Regions from separate parts of the Sus scrofa genome. Here region 1 is linked to region 2. The links are chromatin contacts, called in public Hi-C maps. All regions are on one chromosome and are shown on one strand. The core of a region is the stretch at or near the end of the contact, and the rest is flanking DNA. Distances in the headings are between cores, read along the strand shown.

Region 1 (4,824 bases), core at 1,197-3,696, 53 kb after region 2:
CTTTAGCCACCCAGGGACCTGCAGCGGGCGAACGTCTCAGGATGACGCGTATTTGTTGTCGCAGGCTCAGAAAAAACAAAAATTAACGCCCGCCCGGAAAACTTTCCATCAATTTTCGCAGCGCGCTCAGGTGCGTCGGCCCCCGCGCCCCTGGTGTCTGCTGCCCCCAGGCGGTGGCGCCGCGATCCGGCACGCGCATCGGGGAGCCCCTGGGGCTGGGAGGAAGTTGAAGGCAGGCTTCCTAACTCTTTCGCCGCGGGTCCAGGACTGGGGAGGAGAATCCCTGCAGAGGGGCCAAAACTGGGGAATGGTGCCCTCTGGCGTTAGGCAAGGCGGCGGCGGCGGATAACCAACCGGGTTATCGCACCTGGTCCTTCTTGTGGGCGGGGTGCATTGGCCGAGTCTACATAGCGCATGGATGGCCTTGAACCTATGTGTTGAGTAGGAATGAGAGAGGAGTAGAGGGTTTCTTACTGAGGGACCCAGGTTGGGGGTTCTTCTGCGGCAGCTCCTGCTGCCCTTATGTACAGCCTGACAGGGATCTCAGGCCTTTCTCAATCACTTATTAATTCAACAAATATTTAGGCAGCTCCTGCTATGCACCATGCACTGTTCCAGGCACGGGGCACAGTAGCGAACAAGATTCACAGTGGTCCTGACCTTCAGCCCACCTCTGAAGGTCAGGAAGGAAGGAGATGGGATGACTCTGGGGGTTCTGGCCCCTGGGCCTGCACTGCATGGCTTGGGCTGCTATTCCCTGAGCTAGGTTGGGGGAGCCCCTGGGTTGATTTCACTTTCCAGGGAGGCCTCGCCTGTTACCAGATTTCCAGCACTCTGCGTGTCCCTCCATTCTGCGGTCTGGCAGCCACAGAGCCAGAGAGGCCTCTAGCTTAGGGGACCAAGAAGAGCACACTGGTGAATCAGAGCCGAGCCTGGGACCTGGGCCTAATGGAGCTTGAGAGGTACCCTGAGGGTCAGCCCTGCAGGGGAAGGGGGCAGTGTGCCATTTCTAGCTCCCACCTGTTTTGTTTTGTTTTCTTTTTAGGGCTGCACCTGCAGCATATGGAAGTTCCCAGGCTAGGGGGTGAATCGCAGCTGCAGCTGCCCACCAACGCCACGGGATCCCTTAACCCACTGAGCAAGGCCAGAGGTGGAACCTGCATCTTCATCTTCATGGATGGTAGTTGGGTTCTTAACCTGCTGAGCCACAACAGGAATGCTTAAAAAAAAATAAAATAAAATAGATGCTTGCTGGTGACCTTAAAAAAATTGTTTATTCCAGTTGATTTACAATGTTCTCAGACTGATTGGTTTAAAACTGCCCTCCTGAGAGTCTGAAATTGCAATTAAGTTAGGTATTAAGTCTTGGTGGGGCTTAGCGCAGGTGACTCCATTTGGGGCCTGTTGTTCCTTTTTAGCAATTCTCCCCCTTTGATCAAACTCTCAACTGAGAGATGTGATCAGAACTGAAGACACGACTACCCCTCACTTTGCTGCTCTGTAGTTCTCACAGCATTTGTTGATGCTGCTTTTTTGCTTTTTTGCTGAGTCGGTGTGGTATTCACAGGTCACACCTCCAGGCACACAGTTTTTTTTTTACTGGATCATTTGCTTTGTTCCGTTTTTGAAGTCCAGCCTCAGGGAGATTTGCTGGGTGATTAGTGGCTGTGAACAAGCATTTAAAGCTTTTGAGAAAATGCAATGCACCAGGCATACAATTATAACTATAAGCAGGACAATTTTCACTGTCAAACATGTGTCCTCAGAAGCCGTGGGTCCCCAGGATCCAAACTAATCAAAATCCAATTAAGTCAAAGAGACCCCATTGGAGGAGTCACCTTTCCAAGCCAAATGCTTTGCTCAGTGACCTTATGAAACTGAGTTTCGGCTTCCCCAGAAGTGTTCACTCCCGGTGCATGCAGCAGGTGGGGTTGGCCACAGACCTGCTCAGCCACAAGATAATCCTGTTATCAAGAACAACTTTGGCCAGAGTCTAAGGAGCTTTCCTGAGTAGCTAGTGTCTTAGCAACGGAATCTACAGTGTTTCGAGAGGTTTCTGATCAAATTCGCATTTGTATTTACTTCTAAGCCACGGGTCAGTCAGGTTTTTAGTGCATATGGCGTGAGAATCTGTTCTAAATTCCAGAGCTTCTTTCCTCAGCAATGGCCTGAGAGACAGAGCTGAAGGCATCATCTTTCCAGACCTAGGCCAGAGGAAAGGAAAGAAAGGGAAGAAGAAAGAGTTTCATGTTTAGTTAAAGTAGAAAATCTTGATCCCGTGTTTTGACGTCTGCTCTTCTTTTCCGAGACAGTTGGATTGGATGTCTCCAGTGTTTGCACAGGACCTACCAATTTTTGCAGCTTTTTGGCGTCTGAGGTCCCTGTTAGCCTTTATGGACCCAGTCCGGCTCAAGTTGGACTCAGTCCGACTCCAGCTGGTAACCACCAACAATCCCCATGGAACTTTGGACTGGGGAAAAGCATGGAACCAGCAGACCTCAGCAAATGAAGACAGCAGACTGCTTCCAAACAAATGGGAAACTACAGTGGCCATAGCAGTTGCCAAGGTGGAATTTGGGGGAGGATTCCTGACAAATGGGAAACTGCAGACGAAACCACCAGCAGTTTCCCAACATGGAATCTGGGGAGAGAATCAAGGGCTGGGATTTCTAAACAAATGGGGGAACAGACTGGAAAGCCAATTAGACCGGGAGCTTGATGCAAAGAGAGCAGGGCCCACAACCACAAGGAACTTACCCTGGGGCTCAGAAATGAACAGAAAGACTGAACCCAAAAAGGGGTTCGAGGTACCATACCTGTTTTTCCCATTGTCCCTGAAAACCATCAGAATTTCACTCTGGGTCCTACCACAGCCACCACATCTGTTAAAAACCCCAATTCAACTGCGTATGTTTGGAGATCTGATTTACTTTATTCAACCACTGATCACAGTCAGCCTCCCGGCCAGCAAGGAGAAAGGTGCCCCGAGGAGCTGTACAAAGAGGCAGGCTTTCCTAGGCAGAAGGAGGGTGGGACAAAGAAATGAAGAGGCTGGGTTATTTCAGGTCACCTGCCCTTAAAGGAAGGCAGGGGTCTTAGATTACTTTGCAAGTGCTGACCAGGAAATTCCTGGTGGATTGGCTTAAAATCCTATGCCCAAGAGGCTGAAATTACAATTAGGTTAAATATGAAGTCCAGGTGGAGCTTAGCACAAGTGACTCCATTGTGGGCCTGTTGTTTCCTTTTAAGAGGGGCCGTGGTGGGGGGCAAGCCAAAGAGGAGAGAGAGGATGGAAAACAAATTGCAAATTCTGGTTTCAGCCTCCGCCATCCCACTCCCAGCAATCGGATTTTTCCCCAAACCTGCTCCTCCTCCATCCCCCACCTCTGTGGGCAGCACCTCCACCCACCCTTGGCTCAAGACTTCTGAGGTGTATCCCTGACTTCTGCCTCACCTCACCTTTCTTCCTTCACTCCTCTGTTGGGAAACAATTCCCCACAGGTGTCCTGAGTTTATTCACAGGACTTGATGGCTCTTCATTTTGGGTGATCTTTCTAGGATCCAGTTATACTTGGAAGGTATAACTTCTCCTCGTGCAAAGCACAGGCATGGTCCAGCATGATAACGTCTCTCTCGGGAGCAGAGGCAGGCTTGCTTACTGCCCATCAGAAAAGATTTGGGTTCCCTAAGCTCAGGGTTTCTCTTCCACAATATACCCACTTCGGGTACAGGTACCCTCTGCCCCTTTTTATGTCACCCTGTGGGATCTGGGACTCAAAAGACCAATGCAAAATACTTATACCCTAGTTTACTGCTAGTGCTGTAATGCATTGTCCATCATCTCTGACCCAGGAGTCTTGCGCCTTCTACCAGCATCCAAGATGCTCTTACAGGCTGACTGGTTAGCTTGCAAGGAGGGTACCATCTTGGACCTCTCACCACCTTTTTTTTTGGCCACGCCCACAGCATGCAGATGTTCCTGGGCCAGGGATCTAACCCTCGCCACAGCAGTGACAGTGCTGGATCCTTAACCTGCTGCACCACAAGGGAACTCCCCTTTCATCATTTGTGATGGCTTCTAACCCTTCCGTTCCATCGTCTACACATCTCTGGCATCTGTCCACTTCAGCCCCATCACCTTGTGTCTAGAAGGTTAATTGTTGTGAGTTCCTATCCAATCTCCCCCTTGCTCCCCAAGACCCCTTCTCTGCCCTCGTCTAACTTCTTCCCTTGTAAAGTCCCCAGCGATCTCTAGCGCCTTGTTGCCTTGGGTCCTCAATGGCTCCTATCATTTGATAGAATATTCTGACCCATGTGGCCGTTGCTGACCTCACCACCTACCCCCTGTCTCACTTTATGACCTAGTACTACTGAGTTGTTAGACCCGTGCCATTCCTGCCGTGGGACCATCCTTCCTACTCTCTTCTCTGGAAGACTCCTACCCATCCTTCAAAACTTAGTGCAAGGAGGCCTTTCCGAAGACCCAACGACCCCGCAGGGCCTTAATGTTGGAGACAGAAGGGGTGGGTGGGGGAGGGGCAAGGGCACAGGACAGAGCGGAGGGACTTTGCACGCTCCACCCTCCCGGACCCCAGCTATTGCTCCGAGAGGGGAAACAAGTGGGTGAACAGGACTTGCCCTGGGCAAAGGTCACCTGTGACCTTCCAGCGACTCATTATGGACGGTTGCCATGTACAGCTGGGCAGGTCGTGTCCTGCCTTCGCGGAGTAAGGGCGTGAGACTGAGGTCGCCCTGTGTGTGAGGGCTGAGGGACCCTCTGCTACCAGTGCCCTGCACTCACAGAGTCCTGCCACCAGAGGGCGT
Region 2 (4,674 bases), core at 49-2,548:
TAGCCCTCTCTCAGCTTCCTATTGGGCGGCGGGAAAGCAGAATGCAGCCAAGGCCAACCGTGGCGGGGGCGCTCCGCAAGGCGGAGGAGGCCTGTCGGCACTCGGGACAAGGAGGCGCCGGCAACTGCAAAACGAAAGGTTTTTATTGAAAAATATCAAGTGGCCCTTTTCAAGACTGCGGGTCCCTGCCCAGCGAGGGCTCTGAGGCCACAGCCCGACGGGGCAGGCAAGTAGCGGCGGTCACCCCGGCCCCGCGCTCCAGAGGGGCGAGGTTTCATGGTCCGTGCTGACTGGTCTCTGGGCTCCGCAATCCCGCTCCCCGGCCCGAGGAGGGGTGGCAGCTGGGGAGGGTGACACCGGGCGGGCCCCTCCCAGTCCGGCGAGAGAGCTGCCTAGCATCTGGGTGGACTGGTCTCGGATGCAAGGCCGCACGGAGGACTGGTGGGCGCACGAGCTCGTGGGGGTGGTGGGGACTCTCCGCGGCTGCCCCCTCATACGTAGTCCTTGCGGTCGTAGGCCGTGCCGGTGCCGGTGCCCGGCCCGACGGTGGAGCGCGGCGCGGAGTAGAGGATCTTGGCGGGCGTGTACTTCTTTTCTCTCGGCGGGCACGAGCAGCAGAGCAGCGCGCCCCCCAGCAGCTGCAGTGCGGCGGCCGCCCAGCCCACGTACAGCGCGGAGCCCATCTCGCGCTTTTGCGCGTCGGGCACCAAGGGATTGTAGAAGTCCCGGATGATGGTGTTGGCCGACCAGGACACCGGCACGAGGGTGAGCAAGGCGGCCAGCAGAAAGAGCACGCCCGCCACGATGGTGATCTTGGCTTTGGCCGTGTCGTCCTGCACGCAGTTGGTGCACTGGGCGCCCACAAGCGCCACAAGGAGCCCAAAGGCGGCCAGCAGGATGGCGACGACGATGAGGGCGCGGGCCGCCTGCAGGTCCTGCGGCAGCGCCAGCAGAGAGTCGTACACTTTGCACTGCATCTGGCCCGTGCTCTGCACCACGCAGTTCATCCACAGGCCCTCCCAGGTGATCTGCGCTGTGATAATGCTGCTGCCGATGAAGGCCGTGACGCGCCACATGGGCAGCGCGCAGCACACGATGGTGCTCAGCCAGCCCATGACGGCTAGCGAGGTGCCCGCGATCTCCAGGCCCATGGACATGGCTGCTGCTCCAAAGCCGGCTCGGCCGGGCAGCTCCGGGTGCGGGACGACGAGGGGCCGGGGCCGCTGGGGCCTGGTTGCGAACGGCTCTGCGCCGCTGGATGGACGCCCCGACGGACGGACGGATAGACGGACACGAGGACCGCGCGCGCACTAACGGCTCTGCCCGCTCGCGCAGCGGCTGCGCCTGCACCTGCTTGTGGCTTTGTAGGCGGGCGCCGGCGACTGGGCTGGCCCTGGGCTGGGGCCGGTTGGTCTTCGATCCGGGCCCAGCACTCCGGCGGGGGCGGGAGGGGCGGAGCCGCGCTCTCCCCGGCCTGGGGACAGTGACGTGGCCCCTCTTCCCACCTTCACTGGGCGCCCTGGGAGGAAGGACTTGGCTACGAGTGGCTCTCGGCGCGGGGGTGGGGGTGCCAAGAGAGGGCGGGGCCGGGACCTGAGCCCCCGCCCCTCGCTCCTGGTCCCCCACTGCTCGGGAACGAATTCTCCCGGGAATGGGGTGAAAAGCACAACCTACTTAACACTTCCCTAACCGACCTCCCTATTTTCAGCGCCTTTGGCACGGGAGGTATGTGGAAGGGGGCGCTGCCAGCTGCCGGGAATCCACACACGGACGGGGCGGGCCCAGTGTGGGCGTGGCCGCGGCTGTTTTCCGGAGCGGGCAGCTGCGCACCTGCTGCTCGGTCGCTCCAGCCTCTGAGGCAAAGCTCCCCGCGCACGATCCCGGACTGTTCCAGGCCCCTGGGGCGGCCAGCCCCGGACGTCTGGGCTCAGAAACCGGGGACCACCCGCAAAGGCGCCCAGCAGTCATCCCTGAGCCTGTGTTGAACTTAAATTCTCTAGCCCCGCCCCAAATATCAGCTTTTATCCCTCATGGAGACCCTGGGTCCCTTCAGCTGAACTGCTCTCTCCCCCCCATTGAGTCCCCTCCCCTGCTGAGCCCTAGTCCTCCCGCTGGGCCCGAGGAAGTCCGTGCCTAGCTCGACCTTAATGAAATGGCGGTGAAAGAGATTTGATCCAGGCAAAAGTGGGACGCCTTGCCCCCACACCTGGGCTATCCCTCACTCTGCTTAGAGCCCTACAGCACTGGCCTTGAACTTGGCTCTTCTGTCCTCCATCTCCCTTGCTACCTCTCACCTCAGGGACCCCATCCTTGTGGTGTTCTCTGCATGGGACAATGATCACATGTCTCCCTCCTTCCATCTTTGGGTTCTTGCTCCCAGCCCGGCCTTCCCTGCCCGAACTATTTAAAATCACAGCTACTCACCCCACAGGGTCCTGTCTGTCCCCTTTTCTTTTCTTTTCTCTTTTTTTTTTTTTGTCTTTTTTTTTTGCTATTTCTTGGGCCGCTCCCGCGGCATATGGAGTTTCCCAGGCTAGGGGTCGAGTGGGAGCTGTAGCCACCAGCCTACGCCAGAGCCACAGCAACTTGGGATCCGAGCCGCGTCTGCAAACCACACCATAGCTCACGGCAACGCCGGATCGTTAACCCACTGAGCAAGGGCAGGGACCGAACCTGCAACCTCATGGTTCCTAGTCGGATTCGTTAACCACTGCGCCACGACGGGAACTCCTCTGTCCCCTTTTCATGCAGTACATTCTCTTTATCATTTAACACTGGCTGTCGTACTCTATACGGTATTTATTTTTTATCCTCTCTCTCCGCTCTAGTATGTTAGCGCCATTGGAACATCCAGAATATCCCCCAGTAGGCGAGGGTTTCTGCTGGTTTTATTCACGGCACTATCTCCAGTGCCCAGAACCGTGCTGGGTCCTCAAGAGAAAGCTCATCTAGTGACTTGAATGGAGGAGAGACATCTTGCAACCTTGCCTGCCCTGTGCCCTCCTCCGGGTGTAAATGAGTGAGAATGGGACATTCCTGGGCTACCTGAATCAGAGCACTTTGGAATCTAGCAGCAACCTGGGGCACTTCGAGGTGAGATGAGAAACCTCACAGGACTGGGCCTAGGGGATTTTCTGGTTTGCCCCACATCTCTCAAATTACAGGCCTGCAGCCTGTGTCCTCTTCTGTAAGTGTCCAAGCCCTGGGGTGAGGTAAACAGGGCCAGAAGAAACCAGGGTCCTACTCCTTGCAGGGGCAAAGGTCTTGGGCTGGGCTGGGCAGGGCTGGGAGTGCCCGGCCAGAGGGCCCAGCTGGTGCTGGGTGGAGGCTGCCCTGGAGGAAGTTCTGGAAGCCCAGGGCAGTGGGCTGATGGCTGCTACAGTTTTCTGGTTTGTGGGGTGGCTTTTGGTTAGGAGAGAGAGGACCCAGGCAGTATGGCTGGGTTTAGGGTGGGGGCCCGAGACAAATGCTTTTGGCCAGAGAGTGGGCTTCCTGCTAGTTGTGCTGTGAGTTCGCTCTTGCTACGCGAGGCTGAGGAAAGCCATGTCCCCTCTCTTAACCTCCGTACCCTCCTCAACAAAATGAGGAAACTGATGTTTCCATGACCCACCTCAGCGGGTTGGAATGACAATGGAGGCCACAAAAGTGTATTGCAAACCAGAAAACAAGCCGGGCCGGACAAGCCGGTGTGCAGAGAAATTGTGCAGCGAAGTGGTGGTGGGGTTTGGTTGGACAGACTTGAGTTGGAGTCCAGCTCCACCGACACTGGCCATGTGACTTGAGCAGGTCCTTCTCCACCTGGAGCCTCAGTTTCCTCACCTGTGAAGAGGGGTTTGTTCTGAGTTGGGTCAGGGGGGCAGGCAGGAAGAGGTGCCTTGTTGCTGAGCCTGAGTCAGGTGGACCTGCTGGGCAGAGTTGTGAGAAGATGAGTTCAGCAGGAGAGAAAGCTTTGTGCCCCAGGGCCAAACTTCAGACACTCTGCAAATAAGACTTTGGCTCTGGGCAAAGAGCTTCGATCAGCTTTTTGCTTAGTCTCTACCATGGTCCTTACAACTCACTAATAGAAAAACAAGTAACCCAACTTAAAAAATGGTCAAAGGAAGTTCCTGTCGTGGCTCAGTGGTTAACGAATCCAACTAGGAACCGTGAGGTTGCGGGTTCGATCCCTGGCCTTGCTCAGTGGGTTAAGGATCCGGCGTTGCCGTGAGCTGTGGTGTAGGTTGCAGACAAGGCACGGACCCTGCTTCACTATGGCTGTGGTGTAGCCCAGTGGCTACAGCTCCCATTCAACTCCTAGCCTGGGAACCTCCATGAGCCTTGGGGCGGCCCTAGGAAAGGCAAAAAGACAAAAAAAAAAAAAAAAAAAAAAAAAAAAAGTCAAAGGATCTGAATAGACAAGGAAGAGATACAAATGATCAGGTGCACATTAAAAATGTCCCAAACCATTAGTCTTTAGGGAAATGCAAACTGAAACCACAAAGATATACCACCTCACATCTACAAGGATGGCTGGAGTCAAAAAGACCGTATTCACGATATTGAATGGAATTCCCTGTGCTACACAGTAGGTCCTTGTTGTTTATCTGTTTCTTATACAGTAGTTTGTGTCTGCAAATCCCAAACTCCTAATTTATCCTTCCCTCCTTCCCCTTTGGTAACCATAAGTTTGTTTCC

Evidence for each region. Hi-C and Micro-C count contacts between places; a contact is called where the count stands out from the background.
Region 1: a Hi-C map of liver shows a contact between it and region 2, with 6 times the contacts expected there. The contact joins the enhancer-like site here to the promoter of CLDN3 in region 2. A contact is called at or near these places in 1 of 5 promoter capture datasets (liver) and 5 of 47 Hi-C or Micro-C datasets (alveolar macrophages, liver and subcutaneous adipose tissue).

Annotation. Positions count from the first base shown.
Region 1 is chr3:11,070,490-11,075,313 of Sscrofa11.1, forward strand. All of the region lies in intron 2 of TMEM270 (Williams-Beuren syndrome chromosomal region 28 protein), which reads left to right. Among named protein-coding and RNA genes, the nearest start is that of TMEM270, 14 kb to the left of the region's middle. Within about 2 kb of position 2,447, at least 5 of the 83 cell types and tissues checked have an H3K27ac peak or open chromatin away from gene starts, as enhancers often do. A contact at or near this core is called in liver, where this site is marked.
Region 2 is chr3:11,018,804-11,023,477 of Sscrofa11.1, forward strand. It overlaps CLDN3 (claudin 3), which reads right to left and starts at 1,299. Exons shown (of 2, transcript NM_001160075.1): 1 at 813-1,299; 2 at 270-572. The coding sequence starts at 1,157. The coding sequence ends at 492.